Linked DNA regions of Mus musculus: region 2 is linked to region 1. A link is a contact called in public targeted proximity ligation data. All regions are on one chromosome and are shown on one strand. The core of a region is the stretch at or near the end of the contact, and the rest is flanking DNA. Distances in the headings are between cores, read along the strand shown.

The links.
Region 2: a contact with region 1 is called in a targeted proximity ligation map of pancreatic cancer cells. A contact is called at or near these places in 1 of 39 promoter capture datasets (the C10 cell line) and 1 of 130 datasets of targeted methods (pancreatic cancer cells).

The regions. Positions count from the first base shown.
Region 1 is chr19:29,655,928-29,663,860 of GRCm38.p6, reverse strand. No RefSeq gene overlaps it. Among named protein-coding and RNA genes, the nearest start is that of Ermp1, 11 kb to the right of the region's middle.
Region 2 is chr19:29,236,258-29,244,190 of GRCm38.p6, reverse strand. It overlaps Gm41829 (a long non-coding RNA gene), which reads left to right. Exons shown (of 2, transcript XR_877802.2): 1 at 1-2,647; 2 at 2,892-6,134. Among named protein-coding and RNA genes, the nearest start is that of Gm41829, 5.2 kb to the left of the region's middle.

The DNA.
Region 1 (7,933 bases), core at 2,686-5,185:
CAACAAATCCTCTCTCCTCTCTCCAGAGAGGGACAATCATCCCATCAAACAAGCGACGTGATTAATATTGCAATAAAGGGATGGCAGAGTCCCCAGGACAGTGGCTGATTACTTTGAGAGATAACAGAATAAATAAAGTTTATCCCTCCATACCCATGTGAGCAGGGCCTCATCCAGTCCCTGGGAAATATGGTACTCTCCAGCGTTACATAGTTACGTAGGAGAATCAGTACGCTGTGACTGCAGGTTACCTTGGGAGCTTCAGACCACCATGCCATATACACTTAACCTAATCCTGTCCCTAATGGTGCCGTGGATAAAGGCTGCTCCCCTGAATTTTGGTCCCTTGTCCCTCCTACGTTTTCTTCTGTTCTTCTCTACTGCCTTGCTTCAGACAAGCGTGGCAAAGAAGTATAAATGTCTGCAGAGGGGCAAAGGCAGCAGGGTTGAGAATTTGAGGCTAGACCAGACTATTTTGTGAGTCCCAGGCTAGCCTGGGCCATGTCATGAGATTTCATCTTAAAACAAACCAGAAATTCAGCAACTTCCTTACCTACCTCTAGCTACACCAGAGTTCTATGTCAGCCAAGACCAAAAGGCATGGCTTGGGCCTGTTCAGGCCAACTTCATAGTACAACACGGCTCCTCTGTTTTTCCTGAATGAAGCTTGTGAGGTCCCAAGCAACAGAATTCTACCCATTCCCTCCCTCCGTCTGGAACTTCCCTCAGGCAGCAGTGGTCAGATGGCTGCAGGCCCATGGAGATGAGATGGCCTGGCGGGTCAAGGCTCTTGCTACCAAGTCTGATGACCTGAGTTTGCTTCCCAGAAGCCGAAGGAGAGAATCATTTCCCACAAGCCATCCCTCTGACCATCACAGCTTTGTTGTGGTCCACATGCAACCACACACATCATAGGCATACAATAAATCGGTAAATCTTTCAAAATAAATGGCCTGTTTTAAAGAGGCCAGGACAGACCCCATTGCTTGCTCTGAGGGGAACATCAAAGAGAGCCAGACTGAGTTGTTTCCTCTCTCTGTGAAGGAACACACTTGCGAGAAGAGAGCTGAGAGAAGCTGAGGTGACTCTGCAGTCCTGAAGAGATCAACCAATCGATTGATCAGGGATTTGTTCCATGAGAGAAAAGATTGCTTCGCTGAAATAAGCTCTTCTCCCATTTCCTTGCTTGCTTCTATCTTTCTCCTAACCCCCAAGCTTAAAAAAATTCCTTTCAAAGAGCACAGATAATTGTTGGATTCTCTTAGGACCGCTTATAGGTCAGGGACATGAGGAGTATAAAAATAAACAATGAGTTTTAAAGATATTTTTAGGACCACAAAAACTAAAGAACCCCCGAACATCGATTGACAAGAACAGAAATACCAAGTTTCAGGTTCTAGGTCAAGTCTTAATGTCAAAGACCCTGTACTGTGCCAAGGGAGGGACAAAAACAGGCAAGGACAGCCCTTGTTCCTGTTGGCAGGAAGCCATCAGTGGGGGCAGGACACTTCTTGGGCTCTGGAGAAAATCAAAAGGCTGGCATGTCCAAAGAAGCCCTAACTTGTGAAAAGCTATCCAAAAGACTATTGATGGTTTGCTCTGTAGCAGATGCTATCTCTGGAAGAGCTGGGTTGACACTAGAAATCTATTTATGTACGTGTTATGGCTTTCTGAAAGACAGATGGAGTTGAACAATCCATCTGTAAACGAGAGAAAAGGGAAAGTGCTGCAGGTTCTGTGCCCAAGCCTCTTCAGGGCGTGCCTCCAGGCTGATGCCAAGACTTTTCATCTCAACAAGTCTCTCAAGGTGGACAGTGAAGATTTCTCAGAAAGGTTGAATTGGGTCTCTCAGGCGAGGAAGAATTGGACTCCTTACCCACTCATATCTGAGTCAAAGCCGAAAGCTGAGCTGAAGACTCAGGAGATCCTAGCAGTCAGCTCTGGAACTTACTCTATCTGTGTTTTTAAGATGGGGTGTCCAACTTTGTAACAATTTTCCTTGAGGCTGGAATGGGCATGAAGCTTTGGCTCTGGTCTGCCTCTCGGCCATGGTTTACAGTTCACCCTCTGGATTAAGCCTATGGCTGTAGGATTAGCCCCTGGTAGGCAAGAACCTTAGCTTCCATAGCTGCTTCTGTTAGGTCTTGTGGAGTGCCTATGTCCAGAAAAGACAGTTTTGGCCCACCTCAGACTAGACTGTAGAATGATTTCCGGCCACTAGGTAAACGTCGGTTTTCCCTCAGGAACTTGTGAAACCACTTCCCATCCAGTTGGCTTCCCTTGTCTCTGGCAGAAGGGGCAAACAGTTCTCTATTAACATGCACCTGAGGTTGTGGGTAGGATGGGGTGTGGGCTGTGGGGACAAGGACTGGGGTGAACTGCAACCCAGAGAACAACCTAAATCAGCCATAGTTGGTTATCCGAGCTGAATCTTGTGTTTTCCCAACAAAGGGCTGAACTTGAGATACACATGTGAGAGTTTTGCTTTGCTAACGTTGCCCAACTCAGTTAAAAAAGAGATCCCTGTATGAGCCAAACACAACAGTTACAAACTGGAGCCCACTCACAGGCTGCCTGCCACAGCTCCAGCGCCCTAACCTCTAAGCCCTGAAGGATATACTTGCTAACCATAAATTTTTTTTCTGCCTGAGAATCAAGTTATAAACTGGATTCTTATCTCTAGAGTGGGAAGAAAGTGAACCGATAAGACAGCCATTCATTTTCTGTGTAAGGGGCATGCATAATTGTGTCAAAAGTTTCCCTTCTCTTGTCTCCAGGACTACTCTATTTCACACTAAGAGTGAGTGAGTGGGAAGAGTCTGACATTTGTTCCATTGCCTGGCTCCGAGTTTGTAGCAGCAAAAAATGCTTTGAAATAGTTTTTCCCCCTCACCCATCTGGTTATACATACAGGGAACACACTGGGATGCTCAGCCCTAACACACTCGCACACACGTGCACACACACACACTCATACACACACATACACACACTCACACACACACACACACTCATACACACACATATACACCCTCATACACACACTCATACACACACACTCATACACACACATATACACACTCATACACACACACACACACACACACACACAAACACACACCAACACACACACACACACACACACACACACACACACACACACACACACACACACACACACACACACACACACACACTCATACACACACATACACACACTCACACACACACACACACTCATACACACACATATACACCCTCATACACACACTCATACACACACACTCATACACACACATATACACACTCATACACACACACATACACACACACACTCATACACACTCTTACACACACACACACACACACACACACACACCTAGATTTTAGGGCAGAGAGAAGTAGATGAATTTATTCCTGCTGGCTTCTATCTAATCACCAGAAGTCCTTCTAGAGTCTAGCTTAAGCTGAGCCTAGACTCAATTTTGGATCAAATCAGTAGGTCTACCCTTTGAGGGGGTGGGATGGAATATCCCTTGGATCTGACAATGCTCTGTTCTGCTTCCTAAACAAAGCACAATTTCTTTGCCAATGGGACTGCACTTTAGGATGGCAATAAAAACAGACGTCCATTTATCATTCAGGCTTTTGCCTCTAACTCTCTAAACTTGGTGTCCCAGACTCACAGGAGTCCCACAACAATTACTCTGACACATAGTGAAGATATCCTGGGGTCTGGGAAGACAATGGTTCTAAAAACTGTATGCTGTTATAGGTGTGTTCCAATTCCTCTATAATCCCAGCATGCACAAGGAGTCTAAGGCAGAATGGTGGATTATTCAAGGCCAAGTGGGGCTACATAGAGAGATCCTGCCTCAGAACGAAAGACAAACAACCACAGCCTTTTAGGCTATGAATAAGCCACTTCCTTTGTTTTCTCTGAAGAATCAACTTCTGGGGCTGCAAAGGTGACTCAGAGAACCGCTGCTCTCGAGGTCCACAAGGCAGCTGTTTGTAATTTCAGTCCTAGGGCTTCCAGTGCTATCTTCTGGCCTCCTCAGGCACGAAGGCATACACACAGTGCTCAGACATACGTGCAGTCAAAACACCCATACACATAGAGTGAAATGAAATAAAAAGAATCGACATCTCTGCTGAAGAGCTGCTGGTTTTCCTTAAAGAGCGGAGATCGGATATTCTAACAGTACTTGGAGCTACTGGAATAGGAAGTACAAGGGGCCTGCGTATATAGCAGAGGTAGTTTTACTGGGACCGAACTTGGGCAGGCATCTGTCTCTGGAGCTAAGAAATCTTAAAATCCCATTTCCCAAAGCCATTCCTGAATCATATGTAGCACATACATTTTGTTTGTTTTTGTTTAGGGAAGGGCCTTCTATAGCCCAGCCTGACCTTGAGCTCACTGGCAAGATGAGCCTGACCTTCAGTTTCTTACCCTCTTCCCTCTTCCTCCAGAACTCTAGGATTATAGAGAGTGCACCCAGGCCAGTTTTATGCGGTTCTGGGGATCAAATCCAGGGCTTTCTACCTGCTAGGCAAGTATACTACCACTGTGTTATTGATTATTAGTATTGAGATATTTTATGTATAACCTATATTATTAATATCTAGATATCTAGTTATTAAAAATATCTAGCTATTTCTATATCCAGATTGTTCTGTTCTGTTTTTTTTTAAACATTTAATGAAGTGGGAAGTAGAGGCTACCTTGTGGGAGTTGGCTCTCTCTTACCACGTGGGTGCCAGGGACTGAAGTCAGGCCTTCATGCTTAGTGGTGAGTATTTCACTCCCTGAAACTGTGGGTTGGGGTGGAAGCCAAGAGAACTCACTTCAGAGACAGAAGCTTAAAAATGAAAGCTTTGTTCTCTGCAGGATCAGGGGGAGGCCAGTTCGGGATCTGAACCAGGGTCCCCGAAGGGCCCGAAGGGACACTGAATAACCTTTATATAGGATGGGTACACAAAGCAAGGAGATTGGGGTGGGCTGTTGCATTGGCCAATCATACTTTGACACAAGGGGATAAGCAAGGCAGTTAACTTTGATGGCTGGGCCTTATCCAGGACGCATCAGGGTCGTTGATTCAGTCTTTCCAGCCAGGTCCCCTCCTGGACTCTGGCGTGGAATCTAGGGTGATAAGGGAACAATGGAACAGACAAGCTGCATACGGTCAACTAAGTCAAGACAGGCAACACATTTACTACTTGTGTCCCTTAGTTTAGATAATGGGATACGGCAACTTCCCTCTTTCTATCCTTTACTGATGAGCAGACAAACATGAAGCACCTGAAGAAGCCAGACAGGCGTTGGTTCCGGGGCCTGGGAACAGGAACTCTGCCAGTAGGATGGAAGTTGTTCCTGAGATGGCTGGACTCGAAACTGTCTCCTAACAAAACAAATGTCATACCAAGGCCTAGATCTCCCATATTTCTCTCTTTGAAGGTGAAATCTACCTCACACACAATTAACCATGTTAAAAGTGGTGATTTAGAACATTTCCATATCCTTCAAGCCCGGCACATCCATCTGGTTCCAAAAACATTTTGTCACTAGAAAAAAATCCCTCATAAATGTTAAGCAGCCATTTCTATCTTCTCCACTTGCCTCTGTACCTCTGTGTTCTGCCTCCATGAGTTTTCTCCTCTCTGGGTGCCTCAGGTGACTGAAGACAGTGGGGCTCTGGCTGGTTTCTCTAGCATCCTCTTTTTAAGGCTTAAAGCCACAAGAGCAGGTGCTCATACTTCAGTCTAAAGATGGAATTTTATTGTGAATAAGGTTTTGTCTTGTTATCTGTTTGAAACTGGGTTTCTCTGTGTAGTCCTGGCTGTCCTAGAACTTACTCTGTAGACCAGACTGGCCTTGAACTCAGAGCTCTACCTGCCTCTGCCCTGGGATTAAAGGTGTGCTCCAAGCCACCACTCCTTTGAATACCTTTTTTTTTTTTTTTTAATTGAAGAAATTGGGAATTTATTCTTGGTACTTCTGGATTTTTGCTTATCGATTATTAATGTAATAAAGGAACTGAGGCTTGAGGAAAAGAGGTTTTATCTTTATAAGGCTTATCACCCAAGGGGGTAGTAATGTAGAGGTGAGTGCTTGTGGAACTGTGAGTGTGTTGGTAAGATTAAACAAGGTTATTAGAAATATTTAATAAGATACACATACAGCTCTTCCCGTCCTAAGTTGCCTTTCCACAGAGGCAAACTAGGTTGCTGTAAAAAAGACATAGTCATGCTTTTTGTTTGTTTCTTTTTTTAATGTGTATGGATAGTTTGTCTGCATGCATGTTTGTGTGCTGTGCTTATGCTTGGAAAGGAGGAGGCCAGAACACGATGTCAGATCCTTTGGATCTGGGATTACAAGCAGTTGTAAGTAGCCCAATATGGGTGCTGGGAATAGAACTCGAATCCTCTGGAGGAGCCTCAGGTACTCTTAACCCCTGGGCCCTCTGTCTGGACGCCTAGCCTTTCATCCACCTAGCCAACTACAAAGGGATAACTGGACGATGTGAAAGACATTCTCTTCCCATTTTCACAATCTCATGCAGATGAAGGTCCACCCCCTAAGTAAATCCTGTAAGTTAAACCTGTAAACTCAAGGGTCTGTAACTTTCTGGAATGCTGGGAGTTGTAGTTCTTGGAAAATAACAAAGCCTCCTGGGAAAATATGGTTGCTTGTAAACCCTTTCAGAATGTGTATTGAGGCCACTCAGCTGGGAATTGCATGTAGTGGTCCTGACTGAAGCCCATCCTGGTCAGTCAGTATTTAATGAAAAGCTTGTTTCAAAACGGACTCAGATGGTAGAACTGGTTTTTCCTCTGTGAATCTCAGGCTTAACACCTCCCCCAGAAGAGTACCAATAGATATATTGAACTTTGGCCGTGAATGTGGTCAAGGGTCTTAGAAAAATCCTATTAGCTTTAATTCTCATGTGGGGGGAAATGACACAGCACACAGCCTGGGGAGGTAATTAATTCAGAGAAGTTCCACAGCTTAGTGGGATAGCAAGGAATGCAAGGAAGGAATGCAGTTTACGCAACTGTTTTGCACATGTGTGGCAAGGTGCTCCAAGTTCTCTAGGGTTGGAGGGTGGGCAGAAAGGAAGATGTTCAGCAAGCTCAAGGCGGGCCACCTGGTTCCAGCACAGTCGGTCTCTACACACTCTCAGACATGTGGCCTGGTCCTGGAAGACCCTGAGGACATCACGGCTGACCATTTTAGTTTAAGCAAGTGGCACAGCCTGCAGCCTCCCACCCGCCCCGGAGTCTGATGCAGTGTGTGAGGCACAGGATGCTACCAGGTTGTTCTCTCGTTTCTGATTTCTCTGGTGTCTCTGGGAGAGACCGGCGATACTTTCATGCAAGATCTGTTGCTGTCGCCTTCTTCTTGGAAACATTTTGGAAATGCAGCAGCTGCAGAGGCTATTTTGGGTCCAGCAAGGATCCAGAGAAGGTCATTATCACTTACAGGCCAAGTGAGATTTGTCCAGGACAGATTTTGTGAGATTACGGGGAACCTGGTATTTTGGGCAAGCACTTGTAGATGAGCTGAGCTCTGGCAAGTGCACACTTCATGAATATTTGAGTAGACTTGAACAGTCCATTTTCAATGTGGAACAATTTCGGTTAAGTCAGTGTTCTCAGCCTCCAAACTGCTGAGTCGTGAATTTCTGGTACCAAGTCACCTGCCTGACCTCAGGAAGTTCATGGAAAAATACAAATAAGCATTGGTATGTGACCCTCAAATAAATGCCCAAAGATGTTCATTTGCCGGGTTCCTTTCTAATAGACTACAAGGGATAGAAGAGAAAACCTAGAATCCAGGGGGCAATTAAAATCACTAATTCTCTCAGGCCAAAGGCAGAATTTAAAGAAGTGAAAAGCCCCTCATTATTTTACTGGCTCAGCAATTAGCTAT
Region 2 (7,933 bases), core at 3,546-6,045, 420 kb after region 1:
TGTGCTCTCAGAGCATGATATATACTGCGCCGTGTTTTAGGATTGTTGCTGCGGTGTCTCCGTGGTATGGAAACATGCTTGTCCAACAACAACCACTCGTGTTGATGATTTGGCATTTCCCCTGAAACCTTTCCTATTATCCTTTCCTTTGCATCCCCAAAATCTTGATTATGATAGATGAGAAGTGGCTTTTCCTTGGATGTCTGCCTGTTGCTCTAGATTTTAGGAGGGAGGGAAAGTTATGTTATAATTTAATTGGGTAGATTCTTTATATCTTTAGTTTTACGTCTCATTTCCTTTTTCCATTCCACAGATTCGTGGGTTTAGACCATTGATGATATCCCAGAGTCTTGGCCACTGTACCACGATCCTGTTTTCTTACTGTATTTGGATGCAGCCTGACCTTTGCCTTGGCATCCATTCATCCATGATGTTCTTCCTCTGCTTGCTTAAGTCCATTGATTACGCTTTACGTTTCAGTCTGTTTGTTTTCATGCAGTTGTCATTTCCATTGCTTCTGTTTGGCTTTATCCCAATCTCTCCATTTCCTTGCTAACTTTCGGTTCTCCATCAATCCTGTTGACTTTCTCACCCTTTCTGCTGATCGTTTCCTCTTGTCTGTGGATTTTCCTCTTCAGGTCCTACTTGAATTCCTTACTTGTCTGTGCCATCTCTGAGGTCATCCATCCCCTTTGAAGTCTTGTGTTTCACTGTGATTTGCATTTCTGATGGTGTGAATGGTTCTTCTGGTTTTATTTTGGATTCTTATTGTTGAACAGCATGTCTTTGAAGCCTCAATACCACTTACAGAAAATAAAACAAACTACTACACTACGAGGAACATGAAACCATAGAAGTAAGACACGTGCTTTAAAAAAAACTCAATAACATATCACTAATATCCATAAAACAAAACAGAAAATGGCAAAACTACTGTACTGTACTGTGAACCTAAAAAGTATTTAGAGCAAAGGTGGAAGCAGTGAATGCTGGGGAAAGGCAGGCAAAGAGCAAACCAAAAACCGAAATAAGATTAAATAAATATGAGAGAAAATAAGCGGAGGAGGAGAGGAGAGTGTTTTAGAGGGCAAGAGGGTAGAGCAAGGCGTCAGGAAAAATAAAAATAAGATAAAACCCAGAAAGCTCCATTGTAATCACAGACCGTACAAAGCTCAAAACCAAAAAGTGGTAAACATAAGAAAGTGACAAAAAAATTAAGCGTGGATTTTAAAAACGATATGACAAAGACAAAATAACCACTAAATGTATAATAGAAAAAAAAAGAAACGAAAAGAAAAGAAGACAAGAGCAGAAGGCAGGGGAGGGGGGAGGGGGAGGAGGAAAAAGAGGAGGAAGAGGAAAGAAAGAACTTTATAAAGAGTGAGAAAAAGAAAAATATCTCAGCTGGGCGGTGGTGGCGCACGCCTTTAATCCCAGCACTTGGGAGGCAGAGGCAGGTGGATTTCTGAATTCGAGACCAGCCTGGTCTACAAAGTGAGTTCCAGGACAGCCAGGGCTACACAGACAAACCCTATCTCGGAAAAAAAAAAGAAAAAAGAAAAAAAAAAAAAAGAAAAATATCTCCCAGTAATGAGAAAAATCTGTAAACATCACTAAATGCACAAAGATAATCTAAAAGCTAATCCAAAAAATATTAGCAAAATAAATTTAAAATACTGCTGAAAGTATTAGTAAAAGAAAGGGAGGAGGGACTACAAGATAGGGATGACTCAGCTTCTCTTGATCCTTGGAAACTCAAGGCTGCCAGTAAAATGCATGGGAGGGGTCAGCCACGTCTGTGGGCTTGTAGTTCCTATAGTTTATACTGTTGTTCCTGCACGGGTCCTGGGCAAGTACCCACGTCTGCCAGAGTTGTGCTCACTAGGGTACCTTCCCTTCCTTGCCTGTCCAAGGCCTCCCCTGGCCATACTTGCCTTTATGGAATGTAGTCTGGACAGTCTCTCTCCCTCTTGAGACTCCCCAGATTGAATTCCCTTGGGCGGTTAGTGTTCCAGCAGAAGATCTCTTCCAAATGGGAGAAGAAAATGAAATCCCTGAAAACTCTACACACCAAGGACTAGTCTTTGTACTCTCGGGACCTCTTAAGCGTTGATCGGCTTCAGGGGTACCGCTTGAGTGTCAAGAAGCCAAGTGGAGCTGAAACAGTCCCCATACACGACTGATAGCTGACAGCAAAAGCTGATCCACACACTGGCCTTCAGTCTCAGGGCCATCAAACTCCAGACTCATTCTCAGTTTCATCAAGGCAAATCTCTTCGTCTCTGAGGACAAGGCTACCTTTCCTTTACGCCCTGAGCCAACACTCCACCCCCACCCCTTCACTCTTGCCTTATCAGCATCGAGTTCTCCCACACTCCAAAGGTGCCTCCAGAGGCTGACTCACTCCCTGGAACTGTGACTAGTTAGCTTCAGTCTCTCTTTCCTGCGGTTGTCTCTGTACGCAGGACCCTAGGGAAGCTCAGCGTTAAGCAACAGCTTCCTTCTTCGGGTAGAACCCAGTCCCTGTCGTCTGAGTCATACGCAATGATAGTGTCTCCATGGCTGGCCCATCCACCAGAGGACCACTATTTCACCAACGCCAGCAACTGGATCTGAGGCTTTCTAGGCCTACGGGCTTATCCCGAGGGTAAGGCTTATAGTGCTTTCCCACCAGAGCGACCTGATTGACCTCTTGAACTAGGCTTTTGTTTCCCTTCCCCCACCAGGGATGGCCACCTGGCTGGGGCTCTATTGATGTTTCTTTTCAGTAACCTACACTATCTTTGTGGCTTTTCACAGGTCTGGAGGAGCATCTAGGTTTTTTTTTGTTGTTTTTTTTTTTCCTTATGCTAACTCAATATATCCTTTTGCTCTTTCAATATATCTTACAGAGACATCTTCTATCCCACACGCTTACCAAAACTCCCTATGCTATGATTTTTTAAATGTAAGAAACCAACTGTATCAGAGCTGGTCACAATATTTCAAGTCTCTAACTCCGGCACATGGGAGACTGAGGCAGAATAGTCATGAGTTTGAGGATAGCCTGGACTTCATAGCAGTTTCAAAGCAAGTCTCAAGTACAAAGGAAGACCCCATCTTGAAGAGGAAACGAGAAGAGAGAAACACTTTAAAAAAAAAAAAACCTGTCGTTGAACAAGATAATGACAACCTCTTTGTTTCTCATTTGTTTGCTTGCTTAGTATTCTGCTGCATTTTATTTATTTTAGTTGGTTGTGTCGTTTGTCTTGGGGTGAGGCAGGATTTTACTGTGTAGCTGGGGTGGAACTTGCTCTGCTTCCAGAGTGCTGGAGTCTCAGAGTGGAGCACCACCCCCAGAGGAGCCATCATCCCTAAGTGTTAACTATGTTTCAAGCCAAAGAAAGATTTGAGAAAGTCTCTGGTTGGCAGACTCATACCAAGATCTGAGGATGGGTCCAAAAAGTATTTTGTTTCATTCCAAAATAGAGAAAATATGATTTTCTGAAGGAAAAAAAAAAGAGGAAGTAGTAGCTATGGAAAGAGGCTAATTTATTTTAGGTCTAGGATTATAAACAGGGTGTCTGAATCAGGTAAACAGACAAGCGAACAACATTGTCTTACTTTAAATCAATCACAGGTCTGCCTCAGTACACCCTCATTCTGACATCGGTCCTCTTCACAGTCTTTGTGTTCTGCAGAACAAAACTTCCTTTCCTTTGACATGAGCAGACTGTACATGAGAACCAAATAGTTTTCCACTATGTAAACCCTTTTAGGTTAGGGTAATTATCTGTCTAAATACACAGAATGTCAAGTGCAACTTTGCTCTACTTTGAACAAAGGGGAAAAAAAAGTTTTTTGAAATGTAGTTTTACAATGTGCACCGAGCTGGGCTTGAACTCACGAACCCCCTGTGCCGCTGAGCATCTGGGATCACAGACAGCAGTGTCAACAACACAAGAGTTGACTAAAGACAGTGAGAGTTACCTGCCCACAAATTGTTATTTTTGAAAACAATACGTTGCAAGATCTACTGTGAAAAGCAGAAATTCAGGTGGAAAGTTCAACATGTAAATGTGTTTGTCACCAAGTCTGACCACTTGAGGAAATTCCTCTGAAGCTTGAACATAGACGGAGAGAACTGAATCCGGTGAGTTGACCTCTGACCCCTACATATCTCTTACGGTGGGTGCAACTCACATTCCTGTGGGCGTGTGCACACACACATATGTAAATACATGTATAAAAATAAATGTGACAACCTAAAAATAGAAAATGTCCATACTGAAGTGCCAATGTAGAAAGTATTGACTTCTGAGACTAAAGTGTACACTCTTTCTCCCAAGCCTAGCTTCTTTCTAAAGAACATAATGGCTAGAAGTGCCAGCCTCCATTGCCTAGTTAGTGTGTGCCCCTCTCTGTTTCCGTTGATTGGAGCATAATGAACACCTGACTCAAGCAGAACCAGAAGTTCCCTTCCAGGGAATTTGGAATTGAGAGTCATAGACCATACATCCCTTTTTTGTTTGCAGGAAGTGAGATCACCCATACTCTGGGGTTGAGGCAACCACCGTAAGAGTAATGTCTGGGTTCTCATACCTGGAGTTGCAGAGGAGTGGACCAGTAGAGGGAGGAAAACAGGGGAGGCAGCCATAGGCAAGTGCTGGCTCTGGTTAGCCCCTCCTCCCTAACAATTCCTGTAAAACACTACTGGGATATGCTGTTGCTCCATGATGACGCTCTCCTATTTAAAGTCATGCCACAGAACCTTTAGCTGAGTCTCCAGCATTAAAGCAAATGCCCATTTGTCTTTAGACCTTTGTGTTCCTCTAAATCTTTCCCTCTGGTGCCTCCTCTTTTGGAAGTCTTGAAACTATGCCTCTTTATCTACCCATCGTGAGAGCTGATGAATGGAAGGCAGGTGTGCTCCTCTAAGGAGAGGCAGCTGCTGTTGAGAAAGTGCTTTCTATTGATTCTTTCGTTGCTGGTATATTCTGAAGCCCACTACAAGAGCACATATCTAAATTCATTTTCCTGGAAGTTGCTTTCTTAAAAAAAAAAAAAAAACTTACATCATTCACAACAGATCAAACTTCAGCCAGTCTAGTACAAATTGAATTGGGTCTCCCGAGAAAATATGTTGAAGTCCTAACCACTATTTCCTATGGATGTGGAAATGCTCGTTGGAAAATACTCTCTCTGCAGAGCTAATCAAGCAACAAATGAAAGCACTAAGGTGAACCCTGACCTGGAATGACAGGAATTCCTAGGAATGCACAGGAACACAGGCTATGTGAATTGGAGGCAGAGGTCACCGTGACACATCTTCCTAAAGAGGAACAGGTTAAAGAGACCTGGGGGCCATCAGAAGCTGGAAGAAGCAACGAAGGAATCCTCTCACCCCGAAACTTCACACGAAGCTTGACCCTTGCCAACCCCTTGGGAAGCCTAGTTTTCAGATTTATGAAAGAATAAGTTCCTACTGATATAAGCCATCCAATGTGGTAGTCTAGGGTAGTCTAGAAAAGTAATAGACTAGGTAGTGCTTCTCAAACTGAAGTCCAGACAAGTCTTGGACTTTTTAAATTCCCCTGTCTGACACAGGAAATGCTGCCTGAGAATTGACAGCGACTTGTTAGAGGGAAGAAATCAGTCTCCTTATTACTCTTTCCTGTTTGTTTGCTTTCCCATTGAATCGCAGTGCTTCTGTTTACTTATTTCCTGTCACCTTCACTTGTCACACGACAATGATAAAGGATGTAGCAGTCCTAAGGCAGGCTTTGGCTGGGTACTCCACGGCTACAAGAATGTTGGTATCACACACATCCCTCCCAGATGTCAAATCAGCCCTTTCCTGAAGCACAGGAAGCTTGCCGGGAACCAAGGACATTCCAGCAAGTTCAGCTTTAGTAAGAATGATGACAGGAAAAACGTGTAAGGCGACTATTAATTACTGAAATATGCTTGTCTTAAACCTCGTGAAAGCGTAGGGTGTATGCCTTCATGTCTACTGTCGATATAAAAACATTTTAATGTACGTTCGCTGAGAAAACTACCGTCCTCTGTTTTAAATTTCTAAGTAAGTGTTAATACGTGCCACTTGTGTAAAGTTTTAAATGTTTGGAAAATATCGTAAATCTCTCTTGGCCTTTCCTATCCCTCTTCATTTTTCAGAATTGACCACTGAGCCCGTGTATAACCTTTCACACTCTCTGGAGTGCATTTTTTACACATATCCAACAGCGAAGTTCTGTAAGCAAAAATGATAATCCCATATTAGTACTTTCTGTTACCAGCTCTTCACCCCACACACTCATTTTAATCTTTACAGTCTGTCCTATTTGTTTAAACTCTTACATAGTCTCCAGGAAACAGGTAACTCTCAATTTACTGAAAACTCTACTTGTGGATATTTAGCTTTCTAATTTTTCACAACTACATGTGTTGTACATACATTTCAAAGCACAAAAAGGTTGCCCAAAATACACACTTAGACTCTCTGGACTAAAGGAAATATGCATTTAAATTTTACTGACTACAGCCAGAGTAATATTTTAAAATCTCATTATGGTATACCAATCTCCATTCATCTATAGTCATAGAATTCTGGATATTATGAATCTTTAGTTTTAGATCATTTTAATCTTAAACTACATTCATCTCTGGTAGCACAACAGGTATTTATTAAGTATGTATTTTGTGCATAGAAAACACTTCGAAAAGAATCCTGATATAAATAATACATAATAGCTAAGGGCATAGGGTACATTGGGTGTCGTTCAAAGGATTTATATCTATTTGTAAAACAAAAATAGCTCTAATGTCCTCACCATGCTCATTAGTCTGTAAAGAGCCCATCGAGTGGGTGGGGGAGGCGGAGAAAAGGCTGTCAGCCTAGATGCTGCCACAGACCGAGCAAGAGTAGCTGCAGGCAGTCACCTGACCCTGCAAACATACCGCAGCTTCTTAAGCAGAAAAACTGCACAGTTGACAATAAGAGAAGACATTGTAAGGGAACAAAACTGACTGCTGATTCTTCTCATTTGCTGGCTGATCCCCACCCCCAAGCATAAAGAAGATCAACTGACAAAGGAAGGGGGTGGCTGATATGTACAAATGCTGGCTTTAAAGATAAAAGCGGAGGCATAAAGACACTATCTAGAAGACAAGGAGGGCAAAGGGACCAAGGACTGACCGTAGTTGATTACTAGACAAAAATAAAAACCCACCAGAAAGCAAAAATTTGGCACAAGGCTCAACAACAGCGTTGTTGTGGGTGTCTCTCCACCCACCCCAAAGTTCAGAATAAAAAGTTCAACTCTGTCAGGGTTTGGAACTTCCCCAGGTGTGAAAGAGGAAGTGAAACCAAGGGCAAAAGTTGAGACAGCACGCAAGTGACTACTACAGGTGAGAAGCCACACAAGTGACCGCTACAGGTGAGAAACATCTATGTCCAAAATCTTTGGGGATTGAAATTGTCACAGATTTGGAGATATTTGCCTGTACATATGACATTTCTTGGAGACAATATCTAAGACTAAATACAAAATTGACCTATCTTTTAACTAGGCCATCGTTTTAAAATTGCACATCTAATGTTTATTTAAAAGGGACATAAATTGCAGGCGGAGGAATTGTAGTGGAGCATCTATCTTCATCAAAATACTGGTAATTCTACTTAAACTGTGGAGAACTGAAGACAACCACTTCCTGGATGAATGACAGTTGGCTGTGAAATCAGTTTTTAATAATCTAGGAAATAGCAGTGACATTCAATGTTCTCCCTCTATTCCTTAATGCTTTGTATGTCTCAACCAGATGCTTTCTGTAGTCTGCATTTCTAGGCAAGATTATATGTTAGGTCAAATAATGTGTTTGAGTTAGTTCCCACAATGGGTAGAACAATAAACATGCCTTCAACAAATAATTATTGAGTTGACTTGAGATACAG